2 separate regions of the Capsicum annuum genome follow, and region 2 is linked to region 1. A link is a contact called in public Hi-C data. All regions are on one chromosome and are shown on one strand. The core of a region is the stretch at or near the end of the contact, and the rest is flanking DNA. Distances in the headings are between cores, read along the strand shown. Region 1 holds the start of LOC107845892. Region 2 has its middle 12 kb from the start of LOC124888030.

Region 1 (7,185 bases), core at 2,430-4,929:
ATATGTCAATTGATCAAGAATATCACCAGAGTTTCATACTAATTTAATGCTAGGATCAAATGGTGTAGGAGCAGTCTTGTCGTCAAAATGACCAAATCTCTTTAGAACCTTCTCAATATAACTTGATTGAGTAAAACCACTTGCCGATCTTACAATTTTGATGCCTAAAATTACATCAGCTTCTCCAACATCTTTCATTTCAAACTGAAAAGCAAGAAAATATTTTGTTTCTTTGACTCTTTCGATATCAGTTTCAAAGATCAACATGTCATCTACATAAAGACATATTATAACACCAGAATTTTCTTAAAATTTACTAAATATGCAGATATCTCCACCATTGATTAAGTAGCTATTAGAAATCATAGCTTTTCTAAATTTATCGTGCCATTATTTTGGAACTTGTTTTAATCCATAAAGAGATTTAAGAAGTTTACAAACTTTATGTTCTTGACCAGGATTGACAAATCCTTCTGGTTGTTTCATGCAGACTTTTTCATCTAGATCTTCATTCAGGAATGTAGTTTTCACATCCATCTGATGAATCACAAGACCATGAATTGCTGCTAGAGCAATCAAGAGACGAATAGAGGTCATCCGAGCTACAGGTGCAAAAGTATCAAAACAATCAATATCTTTCAATTGAGTAAAGCCTTTAGCTACCAAACGGGCTTTGTACTTATCTAAAGTACCATCGAATTTCATTTTCTTCCTAAAAATCCGTCGGCAACCAATTGGTTTACATCTATGAGGAAGATCTGACAATATTCATATATTATTAGATAATATAGAATGCATTTCATCATCAATGGCTTCACGCCAAAATGGAGCATCATGTGAAGACATAGCTTCAGCATGACTTTCAGGATCCTTTTCAACCAAATAAGCTTTAAAACCAGGTCCAAAGTCTTTTGATTTGGCTGATCTTGAACTACATCTTGATTAACTTTCTTCTAATGGCTCAACTATTTTCCTTTTAAGAGGAGAAATAGAAGAACTTGAATCTTGTTCAAAAGAATCTTTTTTCTTGGGATATATATGCTCAAATTAGCATGTAAAGATTCAATAATTGTATGAGGACTTGGGGTCTCAAGATTTAAAAATCTATAAGCCTTACTGGTTTGTGAATAACCAATAAACACACAATTTACTCCTCTACAGCCAATCTTGGTTAAATGTTGATTTGGTAATCGAACATGAGCCAAACAACCCCATACTTCAAAATAATTTATATTTAGTTTTCGATTATTCCAAAGTTCATATGGAGATGTATCATAATTCCTGAAAGTAATTCTATTCAAAATATGACATGCTGAAAGCAAAGCTTCAGTCCATAAATTTTCAAATATACCAGATCCATAAAGTGTAGAATTAACCATTTCTATGAAAGTCCTATTTTTTTTTCTGCTACACCATTTTGTTGTGGTGTATATGACATAGTCAATTGTTTTTCAATGCCTTCCCTCTCACAAAAATCAATAAAACCTGACTTTAAGTACTCTCCTTCTCTATCAGACCTAATTGACTTAATTTTCACACTCAATTTATTTTCAACTTCTGCTTTATATGCTTTGAAAGTCTCAAATGTTTCATCTTTTGTTTTCAATGGAAAGACATAAGTATATCTTGAGTAGTCATCAATAAAAGTGATAAACTACCTCTTTCCACGATATGACAAATAATTCATCTCACAAATATCAGTGTGAATTAATTGTAAAAGTGTGGAAGTCCTTTCAACTGTCTTAAAGGGCTTTTTAGTAATCTTGCATTTACTACAAGTAAGACACTTAGTAGTATGATTCTTTCCACAATCTTTGATTAATCCATTATTCACCATAAGTTGAATGGATCTAAAATTCACATGTCCCAGACGTTCATGTCATAAGTCCAGAGACTCCACAAGATAAGCAGACATATTTTCATTTTCAATATTGAGTTTAAACATTCCATTTGCAACATAACCTTTTCCAAAAAACATGCCATTTTTAGATAAAATAAACTTATCTGCCTCAAAAACTATTTTAAAACCATGCTTCGAAAGAAACGTACCTGACACCAAGTTTTTTTGAATATCAGGAACATGTAATACGTCCATCAATGTAACTATCTTCCCGGAAGTAAACTTCAGTTCAACAGTTCCTTTTCCCACAACTTTAGTAGAGGAAGAGTTTCCCATATATACAATTTTATCGTCCCCCACTAATTCATAAGTCTTGAAAGAATTTCGGTTACCTGATATGTGATGAGTTGCGCCAGTATCTATCCACCATTTCACTTGATCTTCCGCTACAAATGATTCTGTGACTATTGCCACAAGATCATCTTTTCTATTTTTATTTGCTTTTTTTTTTCTTTTCGGCTTTGAGAATTCTACAATCACGCGCATAGTGACCAACTTTGTGACAATGATAGCATTCACCAGATTTAAAATTGACACCATTATGCTTGAAATTTGTAGTCTTCTTTGCCTTTGAAAAATTCTTATTTTCAGGTTCCTTCTTGTTTGATTTTTCTTCAACCATATGAGCTTTCATGACAGGTTCCTTCAAATTATTATTATCGCGCCATCGTGTCTCTTGTTTAATTTGTAAGTGCTGCAACAATTGTTCAAGAGTCAAATCTTCCTTTTTGTGTAAGAGTTTGCTTCGGTACTCTTTTCAAGATGGGGGAAGTTTTGATACAATAGCACCAACATGAAAGTTTTCATCAAGAGCAATTCCAGATATAGCTATTTTATTAGCTATAAGTTGGAATCTTGTACTTGTTCAGTGATTGACTTGTCATCAACCATTTTGAACTCCATATAATTTGAAACGAGAAATTTCTTAGAACTCGCCTCTTCGGCTAAATAAATAACTTGAAGAGTGTTCCATATCTCTTTAGCATATTTGCATTTAACATAATATTGATCATAATATTTGTTAGATATTCCCCCAAGAATATAATTCTTGCACAAATAATCATCATATTGTCATTTGGCAATTTTTTCTTTAATCAAAGTAGCCTCGTCAGATGCTACCTCAGAACCAGGAGAATTAGGACAAGGTTCTTCAAGATCATATGCCAACTTTAATCATTTTAAAAAAAATTCCATCTATCCATGCCATCTAGAAAAGTATTTGCCATCAAATATTTCAAAATTAGGATTAGGCAAAGATGGAATACTATTTGATATTGATGTAGAAGCCATAGAAACAACTATCTTCAAATTGTTAAAATAATAATGATAATTGTACAAGAAATTTAAAATAAAACTTGTTTGGCTTAGAGGCATAATAATACGTTTTTTAAAGATAGTTGGAGTCTCTCCCACGAGCAAACGGAAGAACAAGTGACAACTCTATCTTCGGGATTCAACTAAGCCACAAAATAAGCAGCATTCAAGAATGTTGCTCTTCTATTCTTGAATTGGTGATTCTCTCAAGTGTTTTCCAAGGGGAAGTAGTTTTAAGTGCTTGTCTTTTCAAATCAAAGAAAATAATATTTATAGAATGAAAGTTTCGTGCATGAAAAGTATATTAATTAAGTAATAGTTAATAGGTTCATGTATATTTTAAAATAAAAAATTTCATTCTGTCAAAAACCTATAACATAAAACTTAATGAATAATTAATTTGTCAAATTAACTCAAAACTTTATAAGTGATACATTTGTTTCAATACTAATTGAAATATAACTTTTAAAAATAATTTGTTTCAAAATTTATTGAAACATAACACAGGTGATCTATGGAGCTATGGGGTTGAGGACAGGGATGTTGAGTACGGTAAGGTATTACATTTACGGGGATAATAAGTTAGTCCCCGAATACAACCCCTGATGTAGTTTTAGTTCAGAAATTGAAACGAGGAATATATGATCAGGAATTAATGCATGATATGTCTGAGCAGTTTTATTTTGTTAAAGTAATGTGTATCTTGTGGACTTGGTAGCTGGTTGTTTATGTTATTTCTGTTTTCTTTTAGGAAGTGAGTTGTTGCAGAAATCTTTGTTGAGAGGCAATTGTGTGGATGAGTACTCAAAATGCTATTCTGTAGAACTTAGATGAGCTGCAATTTGGGGATCTTATGCTTGGTTCTATTCATAGAAAGCTTAATTTTTGGGACAAGAATGGTGAGGTAAGTGGCATGGATCAAACTCAATCTGCAATAAGTGAGTCGGGAGAAACTCCTGGAAATCAATCTCACGAGCAGAACCAGGAGCATCAACAGAATGGAGATGCTGAAGACGAAACCCCTCCTCTAAAGAAAATACGCAGGGCTCCAATTTCGGAAGCCAATAGTTTCCTGATGAAACATGTTCACATTCTTCTATTACAGTGGACTATTTTTTTTGTTTGATGAGTTAATAAGTTTATCATTAAAGGCATTAAGAAGATGCAAGTCAAAGGTGGTCAACATGGACGAACTTTCAGGAGTAAATTTTATTGAGATTTTGGATTTGTGAATTGAAAAATTAGGTGCATTCATGCCTAATTGCATTGAAAAGTGTGGTGAGTTTTCATCCGCCGCTTCCTTTTCTTTCCTTGAACTTTCGGTAACTTACCGACCTACCTACCTTTTGGATAGTAAAAAATTCGTGCATTTGTTTGGGAAAAAATTGGTCTCGTTGAGTTGATTTGTGATTCACCAGTACTGAAGTTTTCTGTAGATGAAAATGTTCCAGAGCATTTTTGAACATGTCTGGGTTACCTTAAGGGCAAAATTCCTTCAGAATTTGGTTGTATTCAGTTTGTGTAGGTTTTACAACAATTACATGGTAGTGGAGGATGGCTTACTTTGTTTTGTAATTGATCTGCAGTAAGCTAATTTGGGTAAAATGGATTTGGATTGGCTCAGTTATGGTTGATGGTTGTTGCTACAGGAGTTAGGAAGGACTGCGCTTGCAGTGGTATAACATTTTGACTTCGGTTAATGTTCTTCCGCTCCCTATTGTTAGAGTAAAGTGAACTAGATGTTTCACTGAGGGTCATGTCACGTCTCTATTTAGCCTTCTTCTCAATAGATCTATGAAGAATGTATTTACATAGATTTTCCTGTGCAGATAGTGTCTCACATGAACAAAAGAGGAAGAAAAAATAAAAAAGAAATAGCAGTCGCTTGTGCTACACATTGTGATATTCTGTAGATATATTCTTTGCCAAAAAAAGCCATTTACTGATGTCACATGGCTGTAGATCTCACTGCTATTCATGTTTTGTGCTTTTAGGTTTATCTACTATAGAGTTTTTCCATAGGAATGGCAGGAAGTGTGTCTTTTAATTGACTGAATCTATCCAGCATATTCTCATTATGGATAGAGAACTAGGACATATTAGTACAGTTAACAGTAACATCATTCATATTAATTTTTTGGTGATGGTACTGGATACATCTTTTATCTTTAATGAAGCTAAACAGAGGCTTAACAGAGGATGGTCCACTTTTCTTGTTGTGTTATACTTACAATTATTTTGATTCATCGTGCTTAGAATTCTCGGTTAATCTGTTCTGCTTTTAGTGTTTGCCTTCTTGTTGGAGAATGATGTCTAGTACTATAATTCATCATTCATCTGCTGAACTTCAGCTCTATTTGTTGTTTGATATTAGAACTTTCTCTTCTGTCAAAACATAAAAAGTTAGAACTTTTTGGTCATATAAAAGCTGTATACCAAACTCTAGCTACACCCTTGAAGCTAGTTGATACAACTGTGAGTAAGCTCTTTTCTATAGATCCACATTTTGGGTAACATGAAGTGATTTGATATAGTTTGTTTTTCACCTTTTCTGGAGCCAAACATTTGAAAATATTAGTTGCACCGTATATTTGCAGGAAAAAGTCTGCTAACTGGCCTTGATTTTATCTATATAGCATTGCATTTCTTCCTAATTCTATCATGATTGTTGACCAAATCAGATCAGCATAACAATACTTACGTAGTCACTAAACTACTAAATAAAGCAGGAAGTAGCCTTCATAATTTCTGGTGTATTACTACAGTCCATGATGTTTAGGTATCATAAGAACACATTTTATGTTTATTTCCATTTTCATGCCATGTGTTGTAGTTTATCTGTATTATAGTTTCCTGATAATGTAATTGAGCTTATTTATCATTGCTCAACTGTCGCAGTGTTTAGTGTGTCACAATATTATACCTGAAAATGACCATTTTTTTTAATCAGATGTGAACGCGTTTCTAGAAAAAAGCGCTTTTTAATCTGACATCTGCATTCCAGTCTCACTTATAATAGAAACATTTCATTAGTGGAAAGTCTAGGATTTCCATTTTCTTTTGCCAATTATTTTATTTTGTTACAGCGAGGTTGTGGCAGGATCAGCAGCATGGCTTGGCAGAGGCCTTTCATGTGTTTGTGCTCAAAGGAGAGAGAGTGATGCTCGTCCATCGTTTGATTTAACTCCATCCCAGGTAATATGTTTGTGGAGGTTATATGAAGTTATATTTCCTGCTTTCTGAATACTGAGAATGTGTGAAGTAGCAGTACTAGTTTGTCTTTTTCAATTTTGTTCTTACTTTTCTTGTTGAGTTGGACAAACCTGCTCATCTGCATCTGGATATGTTGTGATATTTGTATCTAATTGTGCCATGTCTTAGGCACAAGTGATTTGTTTAAATTTTCTGGCTTTCCACTTTAATGAGATTGCTCATGAAGTATGGAATGGCTTATACGTATTAGTTGCTAATGATGTTTTTTCTATACTTTGTGAATCTCAGGAGGAATGTTTGCTAAGGCTACAAAACCGTATAGATGTTGCATATGATAGTTCCATCCCTGAGCATCGGTATCTTCTGTGCAAGACATCTTAGTAATATATTTAAGGCTTTGACATTTCATTCAGATTGCTTATGACATTCTTTGTTCCTCAAGATTTCTCTTTGTTTTTGACCTAAAGGAAGCTTTAAAAGCTTTGTGGAAAGTTGCCTTTCCTGAGGAAAAACTTTATGGTTTGATATCTGAACAGTGGAAGGAAATGGGCTGGCAAGGAAAAGATCCATCTACTGACTTTAGGTACATCAGCATCTCACTTTCCCAAAATTGAAAAGAAGGAAAAAAAGGAGTATTCTCAGGTTTATTAACATCTTCCTGATTAATTTCTCATTCTGTCTATTGCAATCTTGTCTTGGTTTTAAGTTGTTTGATTGATTCTGCAGGGGTGGTGGATTTATATCACTGGAGAACTTGT
Region 2 (7,185 bases), core at 3,282-5,781, 43 kb after region 1:
GATTATCCTTTTTTGTTGGTCTAGTCTTTACATATATCTCCAAAAGATTTATATCAATTTTATTCAAAAAAAATTTAGGAATGACAAGAAATTATAGCAAAGACTGGCCATTCTCTATTTTAAATTCAACGAACCTAGTAATTTTACCTTGAAATGAGCATAGATATTTTTCAGAAATATCCATTTTAATATTTTCACTGTTTGTCTTCATTTTTTCATGCAACATTTCAACTAGTTCAACGTTGCTGGTTGAAATAGACATGCTACAATCATTTTAGCACCTTCGATGTATCTGAATCCATTCATTTAAGAAATTATTTCACCATCCCAATGAAAAGCAACAATCATATTTTCTTCAAAATTAGCCATTTTTCTGCTATACACAAAAATAAGACATGTATTATAATTATTAAAACATCAAAATAATTTTAATGCATTACAAAATATTTGCTAGCCATACCTATTAAAAATTTGTAAATGTTGTTTCCAGAATGAAGCACATAAGTAAAGGCATTGGTTAAAATTGTAAAAATGTGTTGAACATTCTATACATACCATCTTTTATAATAATCTGTTGTCCTAACACATTATTGGCAATAACGTTTTATTGAGAAATCAACCAACAAGATTCCTACTTTGCAAGTTCGTGATTTGATTCGATAGAAACATTACTCACAGTAACGTTTTTGTCTTAAAATCTAATTGTTGATTACGATTTTAATGCGAAATTTCGTTCGGAAAAGCTGGTGGGAGTTGATTTGATAGAATCATTATTCAGAGTAACGTTTTACAGCTAAAACGTTATTGTTAGTAACGAATTTAGTTTCATATTTGTACAAAGATTCTGATGTGGCAGAGCTGCAGAGTTTCATAACTCATAGTAATGTTTTATGTCAAAAATGTTACTGACAGTAACATTTTCTATTCTAACGTCTAACAACAGTTTTGTTTGGTCCGTTAACTTTTTTTAAAACACAATACGTTATTGGGAACGTTTATACTATTTTGGTAAATTTTCAAAACAACATACTACTTTTGTAAATTGATTTAAAGCATGACTTATTTTGGTCTAGAGCTCTCTTAGGTATCCACCAGATTATTTTTAGATGACCCTTCATCATGATTCTGAAGTTTTTGTTTTACCCTTTTGGGTTTTGTTGCTTTCTTGAAAAGTTGATTGCTTGTTTGACATATGTGTGGTCTTGCCACAACTTTTAGATGTATAACACAATCAATTTATTTTTTCAGATGTCCTATTGATATTGAATCTTCTGTTGAACCATTTTGATAATTTGTTACTTCGTTGAAAATTTTAGTGCTTGTTTGATAAATGTTGTTTTTCCACATCATGTAGCTATATAACTTACACCAGGTTATTTTTAGATGACCCCTTGACTCTAATCTCTTACTAAACTATTTTGGAGTATGTTTTTGTTTGAAAAATGAATGCTTGTTTGATAATTAGGTTCTTTTGCCACAACTTTTAGCTATACTTTTGGTTATTTTTGTATAATCTTTTTAATTGATTCTAGATTTTCTTGGGCTCATTTGGAAATTTTGGTACTTTTGGAAAAGTAGATCTGTTACATAACTCTGCCCTTTTGACATACTCCCTCCGTCTCATTTTACCTATCATTTTTTATAAATCAAGAAGAGATAAATTTTTTTTCATGTTTTACCCTTTGCATTAATTACCTTTTCTTCAAATTAAAATATAAACATCATTTAATAGGGGTACTATGGTAAAATTGTCATGTTATTAAATATTTTTTTAATCAACGTGTCAAATTAATTTAGAACAAGTAAAATGAGATGGAGGGAGTAGCTTTAAGTGTATGCAAATTATGTGTGAATGAAACTTCTAGGTATACCTCATATCAAATTAGAAAAGTGAGAGAGAATTCAATTGCGTAAACAATTTGAACTTGTAGAACTTATTAGTGGGTGTTTGAATTGACTTATTTTTAGGTGCTTTTAGCTTTTAAGCACTTTTTCAATTTTGATAGTTTTTGGCAAAGTAAAAAAAAGTGCTTTTAAGCACTTAATTTTAAGCCAAAAAAGTGTTCATAAGCCAAAAGCCAAAAGTAGGGTAATACCAACTCATGACTTTTAGCTTTTTGCTTATAAGCTACTTATTAAAAGTCAATCCAAACAGGCGGATGTACAATAGATATTTGAGTGTTTGATATTTACTTTTTGTTCAAGTATAAAATCTTTTTTGTTGTCTTATTTCTTGATATGAAATATGTTATTGCAGGCAAGACGTCAAGGAGAGCAATTTCTATGGTTTCAAAGAAAAATGGCAATGAAGTTGTGCTCAAGTTTATGGAGGCTCTTGACATTAGAAATAAAATTGAAAATTAACAAGAAATATTATAGTATATTAGTAGTTGTGTTTCTTTTGGGCAAAATGAGTGCTAGATGATCTCTAAATGATTGTACTTTTTAATCTCAGACCATATATTTTTGTTGCAGTAAATTCTCTTTTACTATTTAATAGTTGATAGAGTTTTTTCTTCATGTTTTTAAGTATTCTAAAGTTGATGTTGAGTTGGTTCAAACAACAACATTTTTATTACATGATCTCGCTTCTTGCTATATTTTTTTTTTTTTAGATGTGACTTTACAACTCTAACATTATCATTAAGGTGTATCGCATGTATTATATCATACTTTTGTTTTATTAACTTACTCATATAATAATTATAATAATTTTTATATATATTAGTTTTCTTTAAAAATTTTATTTTAAATCTTATTTTATTAATTATAGAATTAAAAATTTATAGGAGCTATGCCCCGTGAGATTCGTGGAACTTACATTTCATATCTCTGGACTTATGTCTTGCCCCATGCTACGTGAAATGTCTCGCTTCACTCTCCCACCTTTTAAAACACTTCTATATACAAATATAAGAATGTGTAGTTAAAAAAGCAATTGTTATCAAAAAATATTATGAAATGATTGTTATCCCCTTATCTTCATTAAAATTTTCAGATTCTAGTCTAGAATGAAGAAACATTTTAATAGGACCATGCTTTCCTCTTTAATTAATGCATGACACGAATTTTGATTAATTAGGCTAATGATTATGAAGTACAGGAAAGTTCAAACAAAGACCAAGTCCTACACGTTTGTCATTTATGAAATCAACAATTATTCTACCAGTGCTTCACTGGATCTTTTCTAATTTCTTTCAGTAGTTGATCCCTTTTATTTCTGAGGTGAATAATATCAATTAAAAACGAAAAAAACAAAAATTAGATGCGATATATATGACTTGACCCCAAAAATTTCAATACATTAGACTTGGTAAAGTAAGGTCTAATCCTTTTTATTTGTAATTATTTACATTGAGATTTTTATTTTGTAATTATTTATATTGAGGTTTTTATTTTATTATTAGTTAAAGATAACTAGACACTTTGTTTAGTGGTATAAATTTACCAAAAAAATACTTAATTTCAATAAATTTATGGTAATCAAAAATCTTAATAGCCGCGGTTGACTGACTATCTAATTTTTCACCTTATTGATAAAGGTTTAATTCTCTAATTTATATAATTTTCTCCCCTATTTCCCTTTCCCCTACCCCAATCTATTTTTAATAAAAAATTATACTTATAGTCTTAGGTTACTTAACATTTAATTGCAGGAAACTCCTTGGAGTAAGTGTGCAACAGAGCAGGTAATTTGAAAAATATAATCTCTTTAATTAAGACAGACTTTTTTGAATAAAAAAAATCAGTAAAATTGTTAATATACCGACCAAAAGAATTAGAATAATATTTTTTTACCCCAATAAAAGATTGATGTCACATTTTACTTTTATGTGCTATTTAAAAAAATTATAAATAAATAAAAAAATTCTTGAACCCCTTTCTAGGAGCTCGCTCTTTTGCTCTCTTGATGACTCGAATTCACAATTCCATAATTGAAAGTGAGAGGTGTTTATCACCCAAGCAACTTCCTCATAACAATAAAAAATACTTTTCACTAATTTACCCATTAATTTTAAGAAAAAAAGCAAAAATGTTAATCAATTCTATTTTGATTCAATAAACTAATACACATTCGTCTTTACTCGTACATATTTAACTTGACACACCCTTTACAAAACAACAAATAAAAGGGTAATAATAATACAGTACCCCTACTAATTATCAATCATCTTTTTTTTTGTCTAATCAAACTTTTGGGGTTTTATTAATTAATCAAACGAAAAATCAATACATGACTCGATCGACACAAATCCGAAAACCAACACCAAAAACAACAAAAAGACCAAATGCAGCCCACCTATTTTATTACATATACCCTTTATCCTAGGATTTCCAAATCCATTCCACCTAACACTCTTCATCTCCTGCCCTAGAACATCTAAGAAATATCACCACTATGGAGTCTTCAATTTATCTTTCTTCTGCTTTGAATCATCAACGTGGCTCCTTTGTTGTCTCTTGCTTGATGTATTATCAGCTTGCAGAAGAATATTCCTCTTTCTATTCTTATTCTCTATCGTCTTTTCATCATTTCTCCGCTCCTCATTAATCTTTCTTTGTTTCAGCCGTGCTATTTAGTGAATGAGGCATGTTTCATCTTTTTGGGCTTTGTTGAGAGATTATGTCTACTGGGATTGATTAACTTCACTACATAAGCTTAAAGTCTTCAACTCATCTTCCTTGTGAGTGTACCCTACTAATATTGTCCTTCTGCAGATATAGCTAGTATGGAGATACTGAAATGCTCAAAACCACAAGTATTTGGACTTTTTCTACTATTTTTTCCTTAAAAAATTTTGCTCTTTCTTATTTTATTCATTTATGTGAAAAATTAATTACACATTAATTCTTTCATTACCGTTTTTGAGAGTTGAAAGGTCATGGAACCAAACACATTCTCATAAATCCTTTATACCTATAGTTCCACCCCACATGGATGCTCATCTTTTGCAAACTGAAAATGCTCACCCAGATGAACTGGATGAAGAATTTGATATATTCCCACCTTTCCTGCCAATAGACGTCGTTAGAATGAGGTATGATCGGCTGAGGAGCGTGGTTGGTAGGGTGCAAACTGTAGTTGGAGATTTGGCAACACAAGGTAAAAGGGCTCTTGCCATACTAAGCTGGCGGGATCCAAGGGCTACTGCTATATTTATAATCCTTGCATTGATCTGGGCTGTGTTTGTGTATGTTACTCCATTCCAAGTAATTGCAGTCCTCAAGGCCTTTACTGGTTGCCCTATCCATGATTCAGGAGCAAGCTGCCGTCAGTACCTGTAAACCTCTTCAAGATATTACAATCCAAGTCTTATATGCTTTTGTGAGGTACTGATAAATTTTCACCTTATTCAAGTTGAAGTATGTATTCTAGTTGTAAAATAGAGAGATGGGTTCAATGAATAAGTGGGACAAAAGTACTTGCTATCTAATACAGAAATTTATCGAATGTGTGACTTAAGTTATAAGATCGCTGATGTGACGTTCTCTAAAATCTAGAATTCTATTTATCTTTTTTTCCTCATTTTTGGGGGACTTTTTCTACTATTTTTTTCTTGAAAAATTTCCCTCTTTCTCATTTTATTCAAAAATTAACATAGTGCTGGAAGGAATTCAACTGTCAACGACCAAAGTAGATGGTGAAACTTGAAGAGATTGAAGTAATTAGAGAGATATTTGCATTGATGGACTGTCATGGTGATGGAAAAATAACATATGATGAACTAAAGGTTGGACTTAGAAAAGTAGGTTCCCAGTTGGCAAAAGCAGAGATGAAGTTGCTGATGGATGTGGTAAATATTCCTGTCCATTTAAACATGCTGAGACAGTATTCACGTTCTATCTTTTGGTTGGTTTTATGAGATTAATTTGCAAGTTTTATATGGAAAAAGTATGAAATTGTTTCTATTTTTACGGCCTATAATCCTATTTATCTATTTTGTGTTTTTTTAAAAGACATTAATTTAACCTTAAATCAAGAACCATCATTAATGCTATTAATGATAATTATATCAGGTCCTTAATCACCCTTTTCCTTTCTTTGTTCTTTTTATTTATTTTTTATTTATTCAATCAAGAAATTAGTTATCATATAATATAATTTTTTTTTTGTGAGTTTTTTTTGCAACTTTTTTATATAACATATTAACTAAATTACTTTAAAAATTGTAAAAGGAATGATAACCATTATTAGCTTGACTTTAAATTGTGAATTTTTGTTTTAGGAATTTAAAGAGGCTGCAAAAATAATTATTAGCATTTATCATAACATAAATAAGGCAACACTTATTGGAGCATTTTTTTTTTTTTGTGTGTTTTCCAAGGTATTCCCACCTGTTCCTACAGAGCACTAAGCGATAGAAAATTTGCCACAGAGTTTTTTCCATTCACCAGGTGGGGATCGAACCCCCAACCTCTTGCTTATGAGACTAATCCTCTGTTCCTACTGTCAGAGCACTAAGCGATAGAAAATTTGCCACAGAGTTTTTTTCATTCACCAGGTGGGGAGATCGAACCCCCAACCTCTTGCTTAAGGGGTGAGGTGCTAAACCACCACAGTAACCCTTGTGGTTGACATTATTAGCATTTTTATACTAAGTTATAAGATGTAGAGTTTGTAAAGTAATTAATTTACAAATTGAATGTGTAAATAAGCCTTGAGGTAATTAAAATCTTTTATTTAATATATACTTAATAAATAATGAGTTGATTTTTTACTTGGTCATTAACAAAATTATATCACTTTTCATAAATTTTTCTCTATTTTCTATTTCTAAGGCCTGAAATACTATTTATTTATTTTGTGATTTTTTTGAGATTTTTTCTAATTTTAAAAGACATGAATTTCACCTTAAATCAAGAACCATCATTAATGTTATTAATGATAATTATATTATTTCCTTAATCACCCCTTTTTCTTTCTTTGTTCTTTTTATTTCCTTTTATTTATTCAATCAAGAAATTGGTTATCATATATAATTTTTTTTGTGAGTTTTTCTTCCAATTTTTTAATATAATATATTAACTAAATTACTTTAAAAATTATAAAAGGGGTGGTAAACATTAGCTTGACTTTAAATTAGGAACGTGAGAATTTTTTTTTTTTTAGGAATTTAAAGAGGCTGCAAAAAGAATTATTAACATTTATCGTAACATAGATAAGGCAACATATATTGGAGCAGT

Evidence for each region. A called contact is a pair of places that touch in the nucleus more often than the background predicts.
Region 2: a Hi-C map of bud shows a contact between it and region 1, with 2.5 times the contacts expected there. The contact joins the enhancer-like site here to the promoter of LOC107845892 in region 1. A contact is called at or near these places in 2 of 5 Hi-C or Micro-C datasets (bud and placenta).

The regions. Positions count from the first base shown.
Region 1 is chr10:133,256,190-133,263,374 of UCD10Xv1.1, forward strand. LOC107845892 reads left to right here and starts at 3,680. Exons shown (of 6, transcript XM_047398158.1): 1 at 3,680-3,771; 2 at 6,301-6,409; 3 at 6,716-6,783; 4 at 6,870-7,010; 5 at 7,154-7,185. The coding sequence starts at 3,737.
Region 2 is chr10:133,298,035-133,305,219 of UCD10Xv1.1, forward strand. No RefSeq gene overlaps it. Among protein-coding and RNA genes, the nearest start is that of LOC124888030, 12 kb to the right of the region's middle. Within about 2 kb of position 4,532, at least 2 of the 5 cell types and tissues checked have an H3K27ac peak or open chromatin away from gene starts, as enhancers often do. A contact at or near this core is called in bud, where this site is marked.